Regions from separate parts of the Mus musculus genome. Here region 2 is linked to region 1. The links are chromatin contacts, called in public HiChIP or PLAC-seq maps. All regions are on one chromosome and are shown on one strand. Each heading gives the region's core, a stretch centred on a gene start, on an enhancer-like site or on the middle of the called end of the contact. The rest is flanking DNA. Distances are from core to core; before and after follow the strand shown.

The links. HiChIP or PLAC-seq counts read pairs in DNA pulled down with a chosen protein or histone mark.
Region 2: an H3K4me3 HiChIP or PLAC-seq map of embryonic stem cells shows a contact between it and region 1, with 34 read pairs. The contact joins the promoter of Cluh here to the promoter of Rap1gap2 in region 1. A contact is called at or near these places in 3 of 484 Hi-C or Micro-C datasets (the G1E-ER4 cell line and embryonic stem cells), 5 of 115 datasets of contacts at active chromatin or transcription factors (embryonic stem cells and pancreatic cancer cells) and 1 of 9 other capture datasets (pancreatic islet).

Annotation. Positions count from the first base shown.
Region 1 is chr11:74,588,032-74,592,263 of GRCm38.p6, reverse strand. It overlaps Rap1gap2 (RAP1 GTPase activating protein 2), which reads left to right and starts at 2,078. Exons shown (of 25, transcript NM_001015046.3): 1 at 2,078-2,304.
Region 2 is chr11:74,647,519-74,651,750 of GRCm38.p6, reverse strand. It overlaps Cluh (clustered mitochondria (cluA/CLU1) homolog), which reads right to left and starts at 2,247. Exons shown (of 26, transcript NM_001081158.3): 1 at 2,057-2,247. The coding sequence starts at 2,156.

The DNA of each region.
Region 1 (4,232 bases), core at 829-3,328:
TTTGTTTGATTGGTGCTGGTGGAGGCTAGAAGAGGGGGTCAGGTCCCTTGGAACTGGAGTTACATGGATCCCACATGGGTGCTGGGAACCAAACCGAGGTTCTCTGCAAAAGCAGCCAGTGCTCTAAGCTATTAAGTCACCCCCACCCCCCCCCCCACCAAGGTCTCATTAGGTACTCCTGCTGACCTGGAATTCACTATGTAGACCAAGCTGGCCTTGAACTTGAGATTTGTGTTCTCCTGAGTGCTGGGATTAAAGGCCTCTAAGACATCTTCATAGGAAAACACAGAAAACACAGTACATTTAGAGTTTGGTACTGAACTTGGTTTCAGGAGTCACTGGGACTGAGGGCTTGTAATATTTCTGGAGGATAGAGGGATGACTGTGGATAGTATGACAGGGGTAAGGTAAAATCAAAGCTGGCCTCTAATCCTGTCTGCACCCAGGCACCTGAGCAAGGCAAATGGCTTCCTGAAGGGTTCTGACTCGGTGGCTTGTTTCAGACACTGACCAAAGTAAGCACTCATCTTTTTCTTTTTCTTTCTTTCTTTTTTGTTGTAGTTTTTTATTTTCAATTTTATTATTCTTTAAGACATACATTTATGGTGTGTGTGTCTGTGTGTGTAATGGTATGCATGTGCGTCATGGCACGCCTGAGTAGTTCTGAGGACAACATTCAGGACTCAATTCTCTCCTTGCACCACGTGTGTCCTGAGCATCAAACTCAGGTGGTTAGGGTTAGCTTGGACTTCCTGAACTGTCTCTGCTGACCAGCCCTGGAATCTTGGGGTTCAAGTGCTCAGGATAGGATCCAAAGGGAAGGAGATGTTCTCTCTATTGTAAAGCTGTCTGTCTGTTGGTTCCGTGGGCACTTGACAGCTCCTTTCCCCTACTGGATCCCAAGCCAGAACCTCCAATGCCCGGTACTTAGCATTTCAGGATCCAGACTGTGGTCTGTCCACCGTCCCTGCCTTCCTTACTTCCTTCTAACACTGAGCATTGTGACTGTGCTCTGGGCCAGGTTCTGGGGTTAGAGTGGTCCAGGCAAGGGTTCTGCCTGACATAGGACACACACTGGAGTGTGAAAGGCCAACCATCAGTATGCAAACATGGAGATAGTTTGTCAAGCCGATAAGATTGCTCAGAAGTCTAAAATAGGGCACGCAGATAAGTGACTTGCATGGAAAGAGGTCTTGGACCACACAAAGGGGCAGCCATACAGAGACCGTGGTGATGAGAGCGTTAGCTAGGGGAGGGGAGCGCAGGACACCGATGTAAGACTATATCTCTGCAAAGAAAACAGTAAGTGTGAGGTATGTTCTAGACGCAGAACATCGTGGCCAGAACAGAATGAGCTATGTCCAACGGTTAGGACTGAGGAAGATTTCCGTGCAAATAAAAGATGTTTTCGGGCTTAAGCTGCCGGAGTGCTGCCTCCAGGGAATGAGCTTCCCATTAATGGAGGCGCATCAGAGGCTGCCTGCTGTGGGGGTTACGGAGAATGTCTGGAACATCGGTCCCTCAACATCTTCAAGTTCAGGAGCATCTTTGGTTTGGTGGAAGATGGGATGGAGTCTTCGGAGGGAATGAATCAAAGCTGTAGGTTGTCGCGTCCCAGTCAGGGGTCAGCGTCAGGGTTTTCGGCAGTCCCTGATCTCCTACTTCCAAGTTCCAATAGCACACTTTCAGGAGAGTCCCACCAGGAATCCAGGAATCTTTCAGCTTCTCAGTCCCCCAGTGTCGTGCGCCCTATGATTCAGGAACCTTTGCGGGCAGGTGGGCTTCTCCCTTCATTCTCTGGGATCCCCAGGACCTGCCCCACCCTGCGCCTTTGTTCAGGAGGAGCCGCCCCGGGGCAATACCCTGACAGCGCGGACACGAGCATCCCTCAGGGCGTTCGACGATTAGTACCGCCGTATCCCAAACCCAGCCCGGTCTCCCGCTGCTGCGCGGTGGGCGCCGCTGGGACCCAGCTCCGAAAAGCCCCGAGGGACGGGAGTGCGGGATCTAGCGGACTAGGGCAGAGACTGCGTGTGCGCGCTCCGTAGGCCGGGGGCGCGCCCGCCAGGTGTGCGAGCGGCCGCCGGCGGGTGGCAGGGCGCAGCTTTGTGCCGGCCGGTGTGCGCGTGTGCGCGCCGCGGTGACGGTGCACGCGGCTGGGCGGGCTGCGAGGGAACCCCGCGTTGAGGAGGAGGGGGCTCGGTCCTGATGGAGAGCTGTGGGCGCCGCGCCGACCAGCGCGCGCGTTGGGTGAGCCGGCAGGACTGACTATTGACATTCTGTCCACGTCGGGAGTGTGGGAAGGTCAGTGGCTCTGGGCTAGGTTGTAATTTCACAGCCGGCGTGCATCTGGACGCGAGTCCTGGGTGTGACTGAGCGTGGAATTGGAGAGGATGCTGTGAGAGTGGATGTGTGTGTTGGCAAAGCACTGATGGCCCCGGTGAGCTCCGCGCGCCCATCGCACCAAGCAGTTGGGCTCACTGGGAGGTAGGGTGACAGTCCACAGAAATCCCTGCCGGGTGCGCGGATGCGACACAGCATACACACCATGAAGAGGGGCGTGTGTGTGTGTGTGTGTGTGTGTGTGTGTGTGTGTGTGCGCGGGCTCGCGCGCGCGTGTGTGTGCATGTGATGTTGGTCAGCTCCCTGTTGGAGTCTGGTGAAAGACGCTGACCGAGATGGAGGTCAGACGTGGGTGTTTACAGGTGGCAGTAAAGGAAAGAAGCCAGGAACCCCAAGAGGATGCTGAAGCTAGGCTGCTAGGTTGGGGAGGGAGGACTTGTTTTTATTGGCAAGATCAGAAGCCCCAGCCTGTCTGTCCCCAAGCCAGCTTGTGCCTGTTCCAGGGAGAGGCAGTAGAATTGGAGTAATCGGTCCAGAGACTTTCATGGACCTGCGGGGCAAGGCCAGCTTTGCAGCCTGATGCTCATTTCTAGAGGCCTTGGGTGGGTGTGGCAGTGACAGTCAAGGGTGGGGGTCCTGTTTACAGGACAGAGGGACTCTATAGATTGCACTTTGGTTTTGCCTATACTTGTTATGTCTGACTTGGGAGCTGGTAAGGGGCACACTGCTTTCCGCTGTAGCTTTCTTTCACCCTTACTGAATCTGAAGGGCATTTACATGTTACCAGGGTTTGTGCTCGAAATTCATGGATCAGCCTCTGAATGGCTCCCATCAGGGTCGCCTCTAAAGGTATTACTAGAATTGTCCTGGACCTGTATCAGGGCATGCTATCCTTTGAGCCTCATAGGTCTCAGTTTCCCTTGGTGAAGAAAGCTCTCATCCCCTCTGCTCCTCCTGCTGTGGGCGAAGAATAAACAGAAAAGCTTGCACAGCTACCTGGAGGCTGGGAGTGACTCAGGGCCTGTGAGGTCTTGGGCAGTGATTTCCCTCAGGACTTGGGAGAGGTTGTGCATCACCTACCTCTAAGCAAGGGTTCTGGGCTGCCCAGCACTAAGGGTGGGTAACTGCTGGATGTGTCTGCTCAGGTGTCTGGAAGCTGACTCAGGCCCCTCCTCCCTCACTAGATGCTAAGGAGCAGGGGAAGGTTGGGGCCTGGGATGGGATGGCATGTTGAAGCCAAGACCCTTTGTGGTCGCTGTTTTGGGGCAGGGGCAGATGTTCACCTTGGCAAGGGTCAGGGCATCCTAGCTCAACAGGAAGTGGTCCCTGTTCCAGAAGGTCCTCTTGTGAGTGACACCTCCATAGCTTTTCACTCTCTCTTTCCTAAGACCCCCTTTGAGGTATGGTGGCTTATACCTGTAATCCCAGTACTTGAAAGGCTGAGACAGGAGGATTGCCACAAGTTCAAGGCAACCCTGGGCTGCAAAGTTAGACCCCGTCTCAGAAGCCACAAACACAAACTCAAACTCAAACTAGAGATTTCCAAAGCAACAAACAAGCAAGCAAGCAAGCAAGGAAGCAAGCAAATCTGATCAAGTGTGACAGAGTCACAGGGGGTCAGAATGATTTGAACTTTAAAGGAAAAGGGCTCTGGTATGGATGGCGGTGACAGAGTGGCACATTGGCTGAGCATGAAGGCTTAACTACTATCTTTGGTGACATTGTTGGTGATAAGTGGTTGGCACTGAGACCTGGATGTGAAGTGCTGCTCCATCCCCAGCTCTCTGTGTGCTCACCCTCACTCCCTACTCTAGGCATGCCTGGGCGAAGGGCTGGCCCCCAGCCTTACTTGGGAAGTGGATAGAGGGCAGTGGGGCAGAGGGTACACG
Region 2 (4,232 bases), core at 998-3,497, 59 kb before region 1:
TCAAGGTCCAAGTGTCTTCTCAGACACCACCCAAAAAGAGCTTTAAGATCCTGCTGGAGAGCTTATAAGCCCCTAAATTCTCCCCTCGTCTGCCAAGTCCCCTTCAGTTTCCACGCCCAACTCAGGGAGCCCTCCCCTGTACAGAAGGAACCTGACACACCACTGTGAACTTGAAAAACCTGCCTGTTCTCTTAACCCCTAAAAGTTACTTTATTCTTAAGGTAACTGTCCCTGGCCTGCCTCGATCGCCTCCTCAAAGGTACTGGAGAGCTCTAGAAAGAGGGGCTGTGGGTCAGGGGCTACACTTTGATACCCATGCAGAAACCTTACCATGGGATAGCAGATGGGTGGGGGAGGGCAGGGGGAGCAGGACAAACACGACACAGGCTCCATTTATGTCTTTCTTCTTTTGAACAGATCCAAGATGGCCGGATAGTCTGTTATCTATACCAGTTTTCTGGGACACAGAAGCCAAGATCCTACCAAGTAGAAAGTCCTGTGTGTCCCCAAGATGAAGAACTATGCTCTGACCCCAACCCAGCACCCCCTGACACACACACACACCCAAGAGTCCCTTAGCATATAGTTAAGGGAGCTTCATTCATCAAAAATCCTCCACTACCATTCCAGTTCCTAAATCCCCTGAATCACATACATAATAACCCAGCATGCCCACCTCAGCTTCCTCTAGGCTGGGCTGGGGTAGACTTGGCATGCTAGCCGTAAACTGGAAATCCAAATGCTTCCCTGGACAATGAAATCACTATGACCTTGGACAAGCTGCTTCATATCTCTTCAGATCTCTTTGATGGAGGGGAAACAGGCAGCTCTAACCTTCTCTTACCCAGCCTGCCCATGGATTCAGAGCCACGACATTTTTCAGCACTTCTTGTGCTTGGGTACAACTCAGGCCTTGTCTTGGGCAAGGTAAGTCCACTGTGATGGATAACAGTCTAGCAAGTGCTAGGCCCATTAGGGCCATCCTTACTCCCGTGTTAGCCTTAGTCTGCTCACCGGAGCTGGGAAGAATAAGGAGATGAGCTGAGGAAAAGAGAGATAAAGAGGGTCTGCACTCACTGGCATCCTGGGTAGAAAGGACCAGGCTGGCTCTGAGGAAAAGTGAGGAGGCCCTAGGAAGGGGTTTCCAGTTTCAAGGCTGGAGCCTGAGACTTGGTAAAAAACTAACAGAAAGGGCACAGGCTAAGTACAAGAGAAGTAGGCCCCACCCCTAGACAAGCCTCTGCCACTCCCAAAGCCACCACCACACAGCCCCCACGGGGGAGAGCTGGGCGCTCCACTCCACACTAATGACCTTTGCCTTAAAAAAACAGCAGCTCTAGTCTGACCCACTTTTCGCAATAAGGCAGGTTAATGATCAAGTTCAGGCACAAACACCTCCCCCTGACAAACAGCTAGGCTTTGCCCACACACAGGCAGGACCCCAAACCCCTGATCAAGTGGAGGCCAGTAACTAAAAGAATTGAGACCACAGCCTGATGACTTGGGGTTAAGCCCTTGTCTCTAAGAATGTACCAGAGACAACCCACCCCAATAACACACACACACACACACCCCAACTTGCGCTCTTCCCATAGTCCAAGTTTGGGCAGCTCCAAACTGAGCCTCACTCACAGTGCTGCAGCTCTGCCGCACAGGAACGTCTAGGACAAGAGAACCAGAAGGTGGCAGGGCCGCAAGTGTCACTGCCCCCAGCCCCAAGAGCTCCCCAAGCAGGGGCGCGGAGGGGGTGGGGCCGCCGATTCCATCGGTCTGCGGCGGCGGCGCACCCTGAAACCAAACCGCGTGTGCGCGCACGTGTCCCCGCGATCTTGCGCGAGTGTGTCCGCCGTGGATGCCCTTCCACGGTCCCCACGTGCGAAGTCCAGGCCGTAGCCGGGGGTGCCACTGAAGGTGACCTTCAGGGCGGGGGCGGCCCAGTGCACCGCCCACACTGACGCGGAGGGAAGACGGTTGTTCCCACCGAGTCCCGAGCCCTCCGGCCGGACTCGGCCCGGGCTCTAGCCCAGCTGTCCCTGCCCCCGGCCCACTCACTCACCAGCCGCGTTCGGCCGCCCCTTGCCGCCGGCCTGCGAGCCGTGCTCCCGGGCGCTGTCGGCCGGGGCGGCCGCCGGCAACTCGTCCGTCTTGATGACCATGGCGGGAGCAGGCGTCCGGCTCGCCTGTCCGCGCCGCACGCCGCGCCACTAACCCAAGTGCCCTGCGCGCCACGGCCGCTGCGGGAAGGACGGAGTCACCGGCCCACGTGGTGCGCGCTTTAGCCTTTGACCCCGCCGCCGCTCCCCTACCCCGCCCTCGCGCCCGGCCTGCCCACGGCAGACGACGAGGGACAAAACACCGAGCACTCCGTAGTCAGTTCACAGATTCAGTGACTCTTTCAAAGCCTTAAAGGCAACGCGTCCGGGCTCAAAGGGGAGAGGCCTCGGCCCCCTGGTGAGGCGGGGCTTCCGGGAGACGTTTCCTAGGTTCGCCGCCCGTTGGGCGGGCGCCGTGACCTTGGGTGGAGACTTGTCTAGGACTGCCTTCGCTCCCTATTCCCCCTCCCCCAATGACCCTCTGCTTCTTATTGAGCATCTGCCAAAAGACCGCGTCGTTCTAAAGCAGCTTTGTTATCACGACCCTCTGTATCCTCCTCACCGAGTGGGCTCTTTCCTACTGAAGGGAAGGGTCTAGAGTGTATTTGGATTATTGAGGAAGATCGCTTCTAGGCCTTTTGGCTAAGATCAAGTGTGGATTATTGAGGAAGGTGTGCAGGTTGCAAATATGCATAAAGTGTCAGAAACAGACTATGAAAACTTGGACTCAGCACCATGGGCTCCTCCCCTATCTGTGTAAAACACACACACACTCACTCACTTCCAGGCCACTATCTTGGTTTACAGTGAAGGACAATGAGGGCCAAAGTCACAGAACAAGTTCAGATTTAGACCAATAAATAGATCCTTACTATAGTTGTTATCTATTTTTCAGTTCTTTTGGTTGGGTGGGGAATAAGGAGTGAGGTCCATGATTGCTGGGGGAGGGGGGGTACTTTTCTTGTGTGTGCCCTACTGAGTATTAAATTCAGGACCTCTGGCATGGTAAAGGTGTCTACTGCTGAGAGACAACCCTAGTCTCAGGTGATATTGAAACCAGGTCTATCCAGACAGTTATGTTCAGGCAGAGAGGGGACAGGGTAAGCCTTCCATGCACAGGTGGAAAAGCCCTTTGTGAAACACTAAACACAGTCTTTACACTTGCTAGGATTTAATGGACCCTGGCAATCTGAGGCTGAGATGGGAGCGGTCTACATACACCCTTGTATACATTGCAAAGGAAAGTTAAATCTGCTTTCCTTTTAGAGATCTAGTGTGACCACAAGGGCCTGCAATCCCAGTTCTTGATAGGTAAAGGCTGGAGGACCTGAATTTGGAGACCAGCTTGGGCTACATAGTAACACACTGTCAGAATAGAATACATAGGAAGTTCAGTTTGCCCCTAGAGCACATGTGATGATGAGAACTGAAGCCAAAAGAAGAAGGAACCCTCCATTGAAGGGAGAGGGAGGAGAGAAATGTATGTGTCAGAAAGATCCTCTTGACTGTTATGTGAGGGCAAAGGAGAACTGAGCAGGACTAAGGAGAAGTGATTTCAGGCTATTGCACAAGGAAGTTGGAAGAATGACCAAGACCTTATTGCTGGGTGCACATAGAAATCAGGCAGCAGGAACCTGGCTCAGTGTTTCCATCCGTCATCCCAGCACTCAGAAGGCAAGGAGAGAATATAAAGGGTTTAAGGTTAGCCTGGGCTTCCTGGCTAGACCCAGTCTCAAGAAAACACACAACAAACAAACAGACAAACAAACAAACAAACAAAAGGCAGGCAAGCAAGGTGTGTGTGGACCTGACATCGAAGTGGACTGGAAGTCAGTCCCTAGGAACCCGTACCTGTCTCTTGTAGTGAACTTGAGCAAATCACTATCATCTTGCTGAATCTCAGGTGTTTTGCTGTGTGTAGATACATGTTTGTGTGTTCTTGCCTTTACTACATTTTTATTGTGTGTGTGTGTGTGTGTGTGTGTGTGTGTGTGTGTGTGTGTGTGAGTGAGTGCATGTCCTTCACCTCACCTTATTTCTTAAAGTAAGGTCTCTCTCACACTCTCACTGAACTTGGAGCTCAGCAGTTAGCTAAGCTGGCTGGCTAGCTAACAAATCTGAGGAATTCTCCAGTTTCCA